Regions from separate parts of the Oryctolagus cuniculus genome. Here regions 2 and 3 are each linked to region 1. Evidence: chromatin contacts called from public Micro-C data. All regions are on one chromosome and are shown on one strand. The core of a region is the stretch at or near the end of the contact, and the rest is flanking DNA. Distances in the headings are between cores, read along the strand shown. Region 1 holds the start of ACO1 (aconitase 1). Region 2 holds the start of SMIM27 (small integral membrane protein 27). Region 3 holds the start of RIGI (RNA sensor RIG-I).

What was found. Hi-C and Micro-C count contacts between places; a contact is called where the count stands out from the background.
Region 2: a contact with region 1 is called in a Micro-C map of ear pinna, with 4 times the contacts expected there. The contact joins the promoter of SMIM27 here to the promoter of ACO1 in region 1.
Region 3: a contact with region 1 is called in a Micro-C map of ear pinna, with 5 times the contacts expected there. The contact joins the promoter of RIGI here to the promoter of ACO1 in region 1. A contact is called at or near these places in 2 of 6 Hi-C or Micro-C datasets (ear pinna and an unstated tissue).

The regions. Positions count from the first base shown.
Region 1 is chr1:195,755,816-195,759,503 of mOryCun1.1, forward strand. ACO1 (aconitase 1) reads left to right here and starts at 1,970. Exons shown (of 22, transcript NM_001082315.1): 1 at 1,970-2,065.
Region 2 is chr1:195,928,197-195,931,884 of mOryCun1.1, forward strand. It overlaps SMIM27 (small integral membrane protein 27), which reads left to right and starts at 1,855. Exons shown (of 2, transcript XM_051844809.2): 1 at 1,855-2,207; 2 at 2,364-2,577. The coding sequence starts at 1,996. The coding sequence ends at 2,439. TOPORS (TOP1 binding arginine/serine rich protein, E3 ubiquitin ligase) reads right to left here and starts at 2,136. Exons shown (of 3, transcript XM_002707947.5): 1 at 1,995-2,136; 2 at 422-616. The coding sequence starts at 1,997. NDUFB6 (NADH:ubiquinone oxidoreductase subunit B6) reads right to left here. Exons shown (of 4, transcript XM_002708038.5): 4 at 3,023-3,200. The coding sequence ends at 3,132.
Region 3 is chr1:195,901,852-195,905,539 of mOryCun1.1, forward strand. It overlaps RIGI (RNA sensor RIG-I), which reads right to left and starts at 1,928. Exons shown (of 18, transcript XM_002708040.5): 1 at 1,586-1,928. The coding sequence starts at 1,691.

The DNA.
Region 1 (3,688 bases), core at 720-3,219:
CGCTGGATTCCTGGCCAGCATGTCACTGCCCTGTCCAAGAGCAATACATTGCAGTGATGTGGGAAGTATTTCCTGTGTAACTCTGGCTAGTGTGTGTACAAATAATCTCAGTTCCCTTTAGAGCTCTTTATTTTCTTTTTAAGTATTTACTTGAAAAGCAGAGAGAAAGAGAGAGAGAGAGAGAGAGAGAGAGAGAGATCCTCCATCCACTGGCTCACTCTTCAAATGCCTGCCAATAGCCAGGGATGGAACAGGCCAAAATCAATAGCCAGGAACTCCATCCAGACCTCCTATGTTGGGTGCAGGGACCCAAGTATTAGAGCCATCATCTTCTGCCTCCCATGGTATATATTAACAAGAAACTGCATTGGAAATGGAGGCGGCACTGGACCCCAGGCACTCTGATACTGGATGCAGCTGTTGCAAGCGGTGGCTCAACTTGCTGGGCCACAGCACCCTGCCTGACTTAATAATTTTCTATCGAAGGCTATCAGCTATGTGTCTGTTACCACTGAATATTAAGAAATTCTTCTTCCTTAACGGGCTGCTTTAGTATGAATCAAAATTTAGCTGGACATATCCTTACCCTGCTCTGTGCCTTCTTCCTAATCTTACCTTCCCCATAGGGCTCCCAAGGGGACAGTTATTTTGGGGGCTTGTGTTAAACCTCTAAAATATGGTAGAAACTCAAGGAAACTTTGCTTGATTAATGTAAATGGAAGGACATGAGTGGGAAGAAAGCATCCTCCCATATTGGAAATACTGTGAATCCACCCCTTCAAGATTAAATATGACAATTTGTATTTCACAGGGTAGGTGTTCAGCCAGTGGTTAAGATCCATTTGGGACATCCACATCCCACATCAGAGTGCCTCGGTTTGAGTCCTGAACGCATTCTTCCTTCCAGCTTCAGGCAAACATCCACCTGGGAGGCAGCAAATGACGGCTCTAGGACTTAGGTCCCTGGCAGCCACGTGGGAGAGCCAGACTGAGTTCCTGGTTCCCAGCTGCCCCCTGGCTGTTGTGGGCATTTGGGGTGTGAACTAGTGGATGGCAGATTTCTGTCTAATTAATAAATAAATTTTAAAAATATATTACTTTCTATTTCAGAATTAAATATAAGTAGAGGTTACCCATACCCTGTAGTGCAGCACGAGGGGCAAAGCAAAGCTTGCAGGATGGCTAGAAGAGTTGAATGGGATGACACAGAAAGATCCAATCACAGGGCTCTGGTAGGGCAGCCTCCCAGTTGTAAACGGTAACAGTTTTAGTATTAGCTATTAATTATTAACGTCACAAGCTGTTTATCCAGATAGAAAACGACGACAACTCAAGGTGGAAACCTACGGTAACTTTCCAGATCATTTGGTGTGGGAAAGCTCTGCACCTTTCATCTAGAAAGATCTAATTCCTTCTGGAAACTACGTTTACCTGAGAGGGTACATTTACCAACGTCAAAAACAGGTCTCGGGACCGCCCACTCAGTGTCATTTCTCGGACTTCGGACAGGTGTACACACTAGAAAGTACATACGTTAAAAAACAAAAAAACCTTACACATGAAAATTGTGCATTCCTAAGCCTCAGACACGGGGAAGCTCAGTCCTGACAGCGCGATCCCCATGCCCACGTGTGCTTTTTGCTACTGGGAACTCAGCAAGGGCAGCTACACATGTACGGGGCCACCAGATAACGAAGCCTCTGCAGTTAACGGCCACACCGTCGGCTCACTTTCTAGTGCAACGAGAGCGACAATGGCCCTGGCTGTGGACCAAGAAGACGGAGGAGCCCCCGCCCTTCCTGCTAGGTCCACCGGGGAGGGGCGGGGCATGGGCGGGGCGGAGGCGGTCCGGCCCCGCCCCCTCCGGCCGCCGCGCCCGCTGGTTCCGGCCCTCGCCGCCCTATCCCGCTGCCCGCCCCGCCCCCGCTCGGCTCGGCGTCCGGCAGCCCCGGGGCAGCTGAGGAGGAGCGTGGAGGCGGTGGCTGGAACCGCGCAGCACACGGGAACGAGCCCCGCAGCCTGGTCCGCGCGCGCAAGTCGCGGGATCCCCACCGAGCTGTCTGCGGTGAGTGTAGGCTCGGCCCGACCGGGGTCCGCCGGGGGAGCGCCGGCCACCCAGGCCCCCCGGGGCGTCGGTGCGGGCTGGTTCCGCCGCGCCCGAGGCAGTAGCGGCCAGGGGGTGGGGGTGGGGGCGAGCCCAGAGGAGGCCCGGGGTGACCTCTTTGCGCTGTCCCCTGCCTGTGTCGCTCCGGGCACAGGGGTCGGGAAGTGGACGCGTCTCTGCCGGCCCCTCTTAGCTTGGCTGCGCGTGCCGCCCGCCGCGAGAGCCTAGACCCCAGACCCTGAGGCGGTGCGGGCCTCATTGGAGCGTCCTTGTCCAGGCCAGAATGACCTGAGAGGGAAACCCTCGCCGAAGCTGGGCGGGCAGACTGGGGACTCCACCCCGACGGGTAGAGGGAAGATGGGCCGAGGGGAGCGACCCCCGGTCCACCTGACCCGTTTGAGAGTGAAGCAGGAGATTGGGGTGCTTTTCGCGATTCATCCAGGACCTCACCAGGGACAGCGTGCAATAGAGAAGTTCCCAACCCGTTCTGAAACCAGTGCTCCTTGACACTCTGAAAACTTAGTATCCCAGGGAGCCTGTGTTCATGTGGCTTACTCCTAGAAGTACTTACAGTGTAGAAACAGAACTGAGAAGTTAGTACTATATTTCATAATGAACAAGTCTCTCTCATTTTCCTGAAAAGCAGTGTTTTTCTTCAAACAGAACGTTCTTGCGAAGTGTGGCATTGTTTTACGTTTTTGCAAACTTCCTGAAGGTCAGGCTTCATAGGAGAGGCCGGGTTGTCCTATCTGCTTCTGTGTTAAGTCTGTTGCAATATCCCTTATCATTTGTAGCTTCTAGATTGTTCCACGGTATTCTCCCGAAAACAGGAGCTTGAAAAAGGCTACTAGTCCCGATAAAGGGGATTTTCACCTTGCAGACACCCAGGCGTTCTCCCGGCATCACACTTTGAGAACCTCTGGTATAGGTAGAGAGCTTCAGAGGTTTAACTGGCTGGGCGTGTTTCTCTTTGGTGATCTGTCATCTGGGTGGGAACACACACCACCCATGCCATGGACAGTGCAAACCTCTGCTGTGTGGAACCAAGCTTAACCTCATCCTAGAAACCTGGCACTAGGTGTCCCGTAAGCCGTGACAAATCTCATTGTCCTCTTGAAAGCCTGACAGTGCTCGCTCACCCATGGCTTTGATGGTTTCTGTGCCTAGCAGGACCTGCCAAGTGTGTAGGGGTTGGTGTGAGAATTGCCAAGTAGTCAAAAAGGGATTTCCAGAATAGCAGGGAGGTATGCGTTCGCCTTCCTTTCCTCATTGCTGTTTGCAGTTGCGTAGCTGCTAGCCTTGAGCTTGTTGGAGTGTGATGCCCCATCGCGGTGCTCTTTCCCCTTTCAGAGGTGTGTCCCTGGGAGTGGTGCTCCTCCTGGTGTAGGGTAGAGGGATGTCCGCCATCAGCCTTTCTCCTTGGCGTCACACTGGGTCAGTGCAAGTTCCAGGTAGAAATTAACATGGCAAAGGAAGAAAATTCTGACTTCCTTCTGTTCCTCTCTCCAGCAGAGCCTCTCGAGCTCTGATGGAGCTCAGATGCTGCCACAGACACTTGAGAAATGTTACTGCCCATGAGCACCG
Region 2 (3,688 bases), core at 605-3,104, 170 kb after region 1:
CGTGCCCCGGCCGCGTTACGTAACCACAACCCACGGAGGCACCGCTATTCCCATTTTCACGGACAGGCTCCGGAGTTCAGGGGACCTAGCCAAGGTCACACCCCCAGTCAGGGCCGAGCCCACGGTTCAGACTCAAGCTCTGTTTTGTCTGTTTTTCTAGAGAACAGGACGCTCTTCGCCGGACGCAGCCAGGCTGGCGACCCTCACAGCGCCTCCGGAAACGCACCCCTCAGCCCGCCCACCGTCCAGATCCACAGGTGCGCCGCCAGAGCCGCCCGCCAGCCCCGCGGCGCCGCCGAGGCCCGGACAGCCCCTCAGGCCGAGGCCGCACCTCCTCGCCCCTAGGCCGCGCTCCCGGCGGGGTCGCCAGCGCGCCCAGCCCTCCAGACCCCCACACCCCATTGTTCCCGGCGCAACTCACCTCGGGGGATGCAGGCGCGGCCCCGGCTGGGGAGCTCGCGGCAAGCTCCCGGCGGCCCAGGAAGCTGGGTCGGTGACGGCAGGATCCGCGAAGGCGGACCCGGCGACTTCTCCGCCTACCCTCAGGCGCGGGAGCCGGCGCCGGCGCTTCACCCTCCTCGCGAGACAGCGGAGACCCCGGCGGCTGCTTCGACCCCTGTGACGTAAAGCACTTTTCACCAATGACGGCTTGGGGGCGGGGCACAAGGCGAGACCCAGCCCCCGACTCCCGGCGCATCAAAACAAAACACCCGCCGTGTCGACGCATGCGCGGGGGGGACGGGCGCCCGCGCCGAGGGCGGGGCTTAGCGCGCACCGGCCCGAGACCGCCCTTCCCCCAACGCTCCAGACCCGACCCCGGAGTCGAAACTCAGCCTTCGCCTCGGTTCCCGTTACTATTCGTCCTAGCGGGTGACGGGGTTGGCAAGTTAACGTTCACTGCCGACTCACCCGGGACTCACGGTAACTAGCTTGGTCTCCAGCCTCTCCGAACTCTGTTGAGAAGTTACTAAAATTAGCTCCAGTGTACAGCCGTGGGAACTGTTCCATGGACTTCCCTCCGGTTGCACGGGGTTCGAATGAGACCCGAACAGTAGCCTACGAAGTCTTCAGGGGGAACCCCGAACGGGGCCCGAGTTCTCCCTCAGACCTACCGTTCTTCTCTCCGAGAAGTGCCTCCTGTCTCCTTCGCACGCCCGGAAATCGGGGTTCTGAAAACTGCTCAAATGGTGTCCAGCAAGAACCCCGGAGCCCGCGGCGGCCCGTTACCACATTCCACCAGTCAGGCCTCACCTTCGAGCGCCCAAACATTGGCGGGCTGCACTGGGCGCACTCGCGCCAAACCGCCGGCCCGGGCGCCCGGCAGGTCCCACCCGCCGCCGGCCCGGGCAGCGGCTCGCTCGGCCAGCACCTGTTGCCCGGCCGGTCCCTCGGCGCGGCGACGCGTGCCACGGAAATCGCCGCTTCCACCAGCGGGCTGCGGCGCGCCCCGGGGCGGACTGTCCAACGAGGGCTCAGTTAACAAGATTTCAACAACCGCCACCGCTGTGTAAAACGGTGGGGTATTCCCGCTCAGGTCGGAGACCTGTCTACACCGTGTGGACTAGGTGCGCGGGGAGAACGGTACTGCTTGGATCCTCAGATGCCTGTGAAACAGTTTTCAAATAAACTTTTACACGCACGCGACGGCACAGTACTTTGCATTAACACTGCACTGCATCTGAAAGGGAAATCGTCTATTTCTTGAAGGTGCAGGCCCAGCAATCGGGGTGACAAAGGGCAATTCCTAACGCACTTTCTCGCTTATTTCATCCCCTCCCCGAAAGGCGGGCTGGGCCCCCGATCGCCTAACTCCGCTCCCAACTCCGGGCGGAAGCGGCCGGCCGGCCTGCCGGGACACGCTCCGGGAAGCCAGGGGGCGGGCGCTCCTGCCCGGCTGCAAGATGGCCGCCGCCGCCCGGCAGCCGCCGCCCGGGAGGTCGCCCTAGGAGCCGCAGCCTTCGCCCGAGCCCGCGGGCCGCCGCCAGCCTGCTCACCATGACGCCTGTGAGTCGCCGCACGCTGGATCGGATTTACTCAGCGGTAGGTCGCGGGTCTGGCGCAGCTCCACGCCGTCGACTCCCCGGGCCCGCGGGCGGAGGGGCCCCTGGATCTTCAGCGCCCAGAAACTCCAAAGCCCATTTCTGCATTAAGCGTTTCACGCCCTCGCCCGGGCCCGCCTCTTCCGCCGCTGACGTGAAGGCTGCCGGGTAGGCTTGCCTCCGGAATCCCGTCTATTGGCCTGGGTCGCCGAATTCCCACCTTAGCAACCGCGCACGGAAACCCACACCGACGGGCGGGGACGTTCCACGCCCTGTGTTGTGGTTTGTGCTTTTGTTACCTTTCCGCGTTTGTTTTCTCGATAGCTGCTGCTGGCGATCGTTTTACTCTCCTGGGGATACGTCATCTATGCATCCACCGTGGCCGCGCGGCGACAGTTAAGGAAGCAATACCCGAAATTCTGGGATGAATGAAGACTTGTAATTCTACTGAATTTAGTTCTTTGCAAACACAGTTCTTTCCCTTATGCTTATCCGACACCTTTGTAGATTTACAAAATAAAATTCATACTGCAAAGTGCCCAGGTTCATTTTTGTATAGTCCTTTATAAGCACTGATACTTTAAAAATTGTCTTTTATATTTCGTATATATGACCAAATTCAAAGCAACTGCAATTTGACAGCCTTAGATCATAGCTGGGATGACAGACCTTTCACTCTGATTTCTAAAACACTGCCTTAAACATTTCTCAGAAAGCCCTCTTTCAAAACAGGTGTTCGGAATTTCTGTTCTATTTGCTTGTTGCAATATCTCACTCTGTTGTATACTCACACCAAATTAGGTAAGTACTCTGTTTAAGCAAAAGAATTGTGACTAAAAACTTTCTACAGCTTGTTTTCCAAGTCAAGAAGGGCCAACATCAGTAGGTGGGTCATTCATGTCATCTGTGTAGCAATGTGGTGGTATTTCTGTTAAATTACCTAGAGTCTTAAATTGTACAGTTGAGAAGAAATAGGACACTTCTCTGAAAGTCAGCTTTATTGAAGTTACTAGTCCAGAAAATGTATTCAGTAAATCTGGTGATGGAAGAACAAACTTGGGCTCATACACCTTTGAAATTTTTATTTAATCTTCAGTGGTGTTCATCAGGAAATTCTTTCATTGGTGGAATTACTTCTCCAGTCTCCAGAATTATATCACCCTAAGGAAAAAAAAAAAAAAAGCAGCATTTAGTAGACAAATCTGAAATCTGCAGCACTGGAAGTTCCATTCTGCTCTATGTCCAACATTGAATGGAAGAGCCAATTGATCTCTGGCATTCACTTTGAAAGTCTAAAGATGAGTAATCAGTATCCAAAACCTTCTGGTACAAGGGAAAAAATATGGGAAATTTCACTCAAAATATACAGAAAAAACATGAAAGTTATGTCCTCCAAGTGATAAAGGGATAATCTTTATTTTGCATGGCTCCAAGAAATAGAAGCCATAAAAAGAAGCTGAAAAGAAGCATGTTGTGTTCAACTCTTAAGAAGGCAGTCTATTCCTAGCAACTGAATACATAAATGGGTCACAAGTTTTCCATTTGAGTTAATAATGCAAACAGAACACAAACTTTGGGTAACTGGTCCTGGTGTCTTTCTCAAACCCACATAACAATGTGTGGTTGAAAGGGCATGTGCTTTAAATCAA
Region 3 (3,688 bases), core at 678-3,177, 150 kb after region 1:
CAGTCTGTCTTCCATCCGCTGGTTCACTCCCCACTTGACCACAATGGCCAGAGCTGTGCCAATCCAAAGCCAGGAGCTTCTTCCAGGTCTCCCACACTCGTGCAGGGACTTAAGTACTTGGGCCATCTTCTGCTGCTTTCCCAGGCCATAGCAAAGAGCTAGATTGGAAGTGCAGCAGCCAGGACACGAACCGGTGCTCATATGGGATGTCGGCACTGCAGGTGGCAGCTTTACCTGATCCACCACAGCACCAGCCCCAGAGCTTTTGTTCTCATAGTTACCAACCATTATCTGCCATTATGATTCTGCCTTGGTTTTTCCTGATGCCTTTTTGTCCACGTATCTGGCTGCTCTTTTCCAGTTTCTTTTCTAGCTCTTTCTCCCTCTGTTCATCTCGTAAATGACAGGCTCTCAACAACCCGTCCCAGGGTCTTTCTACTAAACTTCCAATGTGCCATCTTGCCTCTCTCACTGTTCCAGCAAGGATCTATGAAGGACTCCCCAGATTTGGACTTCTGATTCTGTGTGCCTTAGATACATCCAGGAAGCCATGTTCAGCAGATCACTGAATGGGGAGGTCTGGAACTCAGGACAAAGATCCAGGCTTGGGGGGCCCTGCAGGTAGAGATTGTGCTGCAACAGGGGAGAGTGGGTGAGACTGCACACTAGAAGGGTTTCATCCAGGGATTTCTAAAGAGGCGTGGCCTCACATTGTGTAGGAGCCCACACCTCTCTCAGGGCAGAACCAGAAAGTGAAAGTGCACTTTCCTTAGTGGCATTCTTTTGCTGCTCACTCCACAAGGTGAGTTTGGTTTAACAGAGCAATAAACACCCAAGGTACCTGCCTGGGAGTTTCACTGCAGTTACCAAAAGCTGATTAGCATTTCAGGAGTGGCATTAAGGCACCTGGAATTGCTAGGTCCTGTCTTCCACCTGGAGTCCTTGCAAACACCACCTACCTCTGTCTCCCCAAGTGTGAATACCTCTGCCAATGTCCAGCACAAAGCAATTCGCTACTCACTACCCGAAACACCTGTCCTAAAGCCTGAACATAAAGCCTGAACATTCAGTCTGGGGAAAGTCAAGCTCCTCTCAACCTTTCCATCGTTTGCAAGCACAAATGAGACCTCGCAGAGGAGGCACCACCTTGCCTGGATTTTGGACAGCGTTGTGTACCACAGTATTGTATCCTCACCCTTCACTCCCCACCTGGCAAACCCCTGGACTGGAGAGCATACTAAGGAAGGGGCTGTATCTTATTTCTCAATCTCCAATTCCAGGACAAAGGCAGGCACCTAGCCAACTCAAAGGTTAGAGGAAATAAATGAAAAGGACAGTTTCTTTCCCCAGCTTTGAACCTTAAAAAAAAAAAAAAAAAAAGTGCACCCTAAGCGAGTCACTTCACCACGCTGGTTCTCAATGTCCCTACCTGGGTTTCCTAGTGCACCTCAAACCCTGAACCAATAGTGTTTCTGAAGGTTGGTTACCTCCACCGATTTAAAAAGGAAAACAGCAAGGGGAAAACAAGTCCTCAGTTTTTCCTTGCCCCCAAGGGGCGGGCAGGCGCCGCTGGGCATCCACTCACCCTCCCCAAGCCAGGAGTTCATGTAGCTCAGGATGTGGGTAGGGTCCAGAATCCTCTTGACATAGTCGCTGAAGGCTTGCAGGTTCCTCCGCTCCTCGGCGGTCATGCTGGCCTCGTTGCCCGGTGAGATCCACCCCACCCGGCTGCTGCCCGACTCCCTTTAAAGCTGGGCTGGAGGAGGCGGGCACGCCAAGCGGGGAGGGGAGGGATTTTCCAAGAAATCAACCGCGGCTGAGAGGCGGAGCTGCCTGGGAACTTACAACTGGAGGAAAAATCGAAACTGCAACTCGCTGCAGCCGCAGGAGGGCGGGGCCGGCCCTGGCCGAGCGCTTCCCCCAGTTCTGCAAGTTTCTCTTTCCTGTTCACCCGAGGTGGGGGGTGGGGAACCGAGGAGGACAACCCTCCCCCACCTCCAAGCCCCGGGAAGCTTTTACAGCGGTAAAGTATAAAGAGAGCAAAATGCGCACAATTGAAGGGTGCGATTCGCTAAGTTCTGAAAAATGCATACAGGTTTAACCACCTTCCCCAGATCAGTTGGGCCCCACGGTGAGGGTATCATTCACCTTTTTGGAAGCTGTCACCTGTTGTCCAAAATGGCCACGCCAGTTTCCATTCGCACCCTTAGCAGATGCGGGCTCCAGTGCATGGATAGCCAGCAGATGCACACATAGGTCAGTCTTTTTTTTTTTTTCTTTTTAATTTATTCATTTGGCTTCCATCTTGGTCTGTATGAAATGATACATTATTGTGGCCTTAATTTTGATTTCTCATATAATTAATGATGTTGGACACATCTGTATGTGCTTTCTGACCTTTCATATAACCCTGCATTTGAAACTTCTGCCTAATTTTGGAATGTTTTAAAATAGACTTACACAGCGCCCTGCATTGTGACATAGGAGGGTAAGAGCCCCTGCCTGTGACCCTGGCGTCCCAGACACCCATTCCAGTCCTGGCTGCTCCACTTCGGACCCAGCTCTCCGCTAATGTGCTAGAAAGCAGTGAAGGATGGCCCAAGTGCTTGGGCCCCTGCACCTACGTGGGAGACCAGGAGGAAGCTTCTGGCTCCTGGCTTTGGTCTAACCCTGCCCTGATGGTTGCAGCAATTTGGGGAGTGAACCAATGGGTAGAAGATACCCCCCCTCAGTAACGCTGACTTTCAAATAAATAAATATTTAAGATACATAGCCTTACAAGAGTGATTATTCTATATACAAAATTGTCAAATATAGGTATTCAAAATATTTTCCCAGTCTGTCATCTAGCCTTTTGTTTACACACACACACACACACACACACACACAATTTTATTTGAGAGGCAGAGAGATAAAGAAAACTTCTATCCCCTGGTCCATTCCCCAAATGCCTGAGCGCTGATTCCAGCTCTCCTATGTGGGTAGTAGGGACCTAACTACTTGAGCCTACTTCCAGGGTTCATTTTAGCCAGGGCTCTAACTCAGGCCCTCGGATATGGGATAGAGGCATCCAAAGCAGCATCTTAATCATCACCCCAAACACACCTACCCCTTTCCACTTTATTTATGGTGTCTTTTGATGAGTGCTTTTTACCAGTTTTCTCCTCTATTCATTTCTTTTTGTGTTCCCTTTAATAAATCTATGCCCACCCCAAGGTCATTAACATACTGTTTTCTTTTACTTTTTCTCTTTTACTTTTAAGTCTGTGATATCTCAATTAATCTTGTTGTGATGTGTCATAAGGGACCAGGTTCATTTTTTTCCATACTTCTCGTTTTAGCAACATCATTTGTTCAAAATGTTTCCTTCTTCCACTAAATAGCCTTGGGACCTCTATAAAAAAAACTTAATTGACTCTATGTGTGTAAGTCTATTTCTGACTATATTCTATTCCATTCTATTTCCTGACTCTTGTAGCACTACCACTTTCTCTCTCTCGTTTGCTGTAAATTTCAAGTAAGTCTTCAAATCAGGTACCACTGAGCCCCTCAAATAGGTTCTTCATTGTGAAGATTATTTTGGCTATTGCAGGCACTTTGCATTTCTGTATGAAACAGGATTCAACTTCTCAATTAAAAAAACAAATGCCTATTGGGATTTTGACAGGGGTTTTACTGAACCTACAGA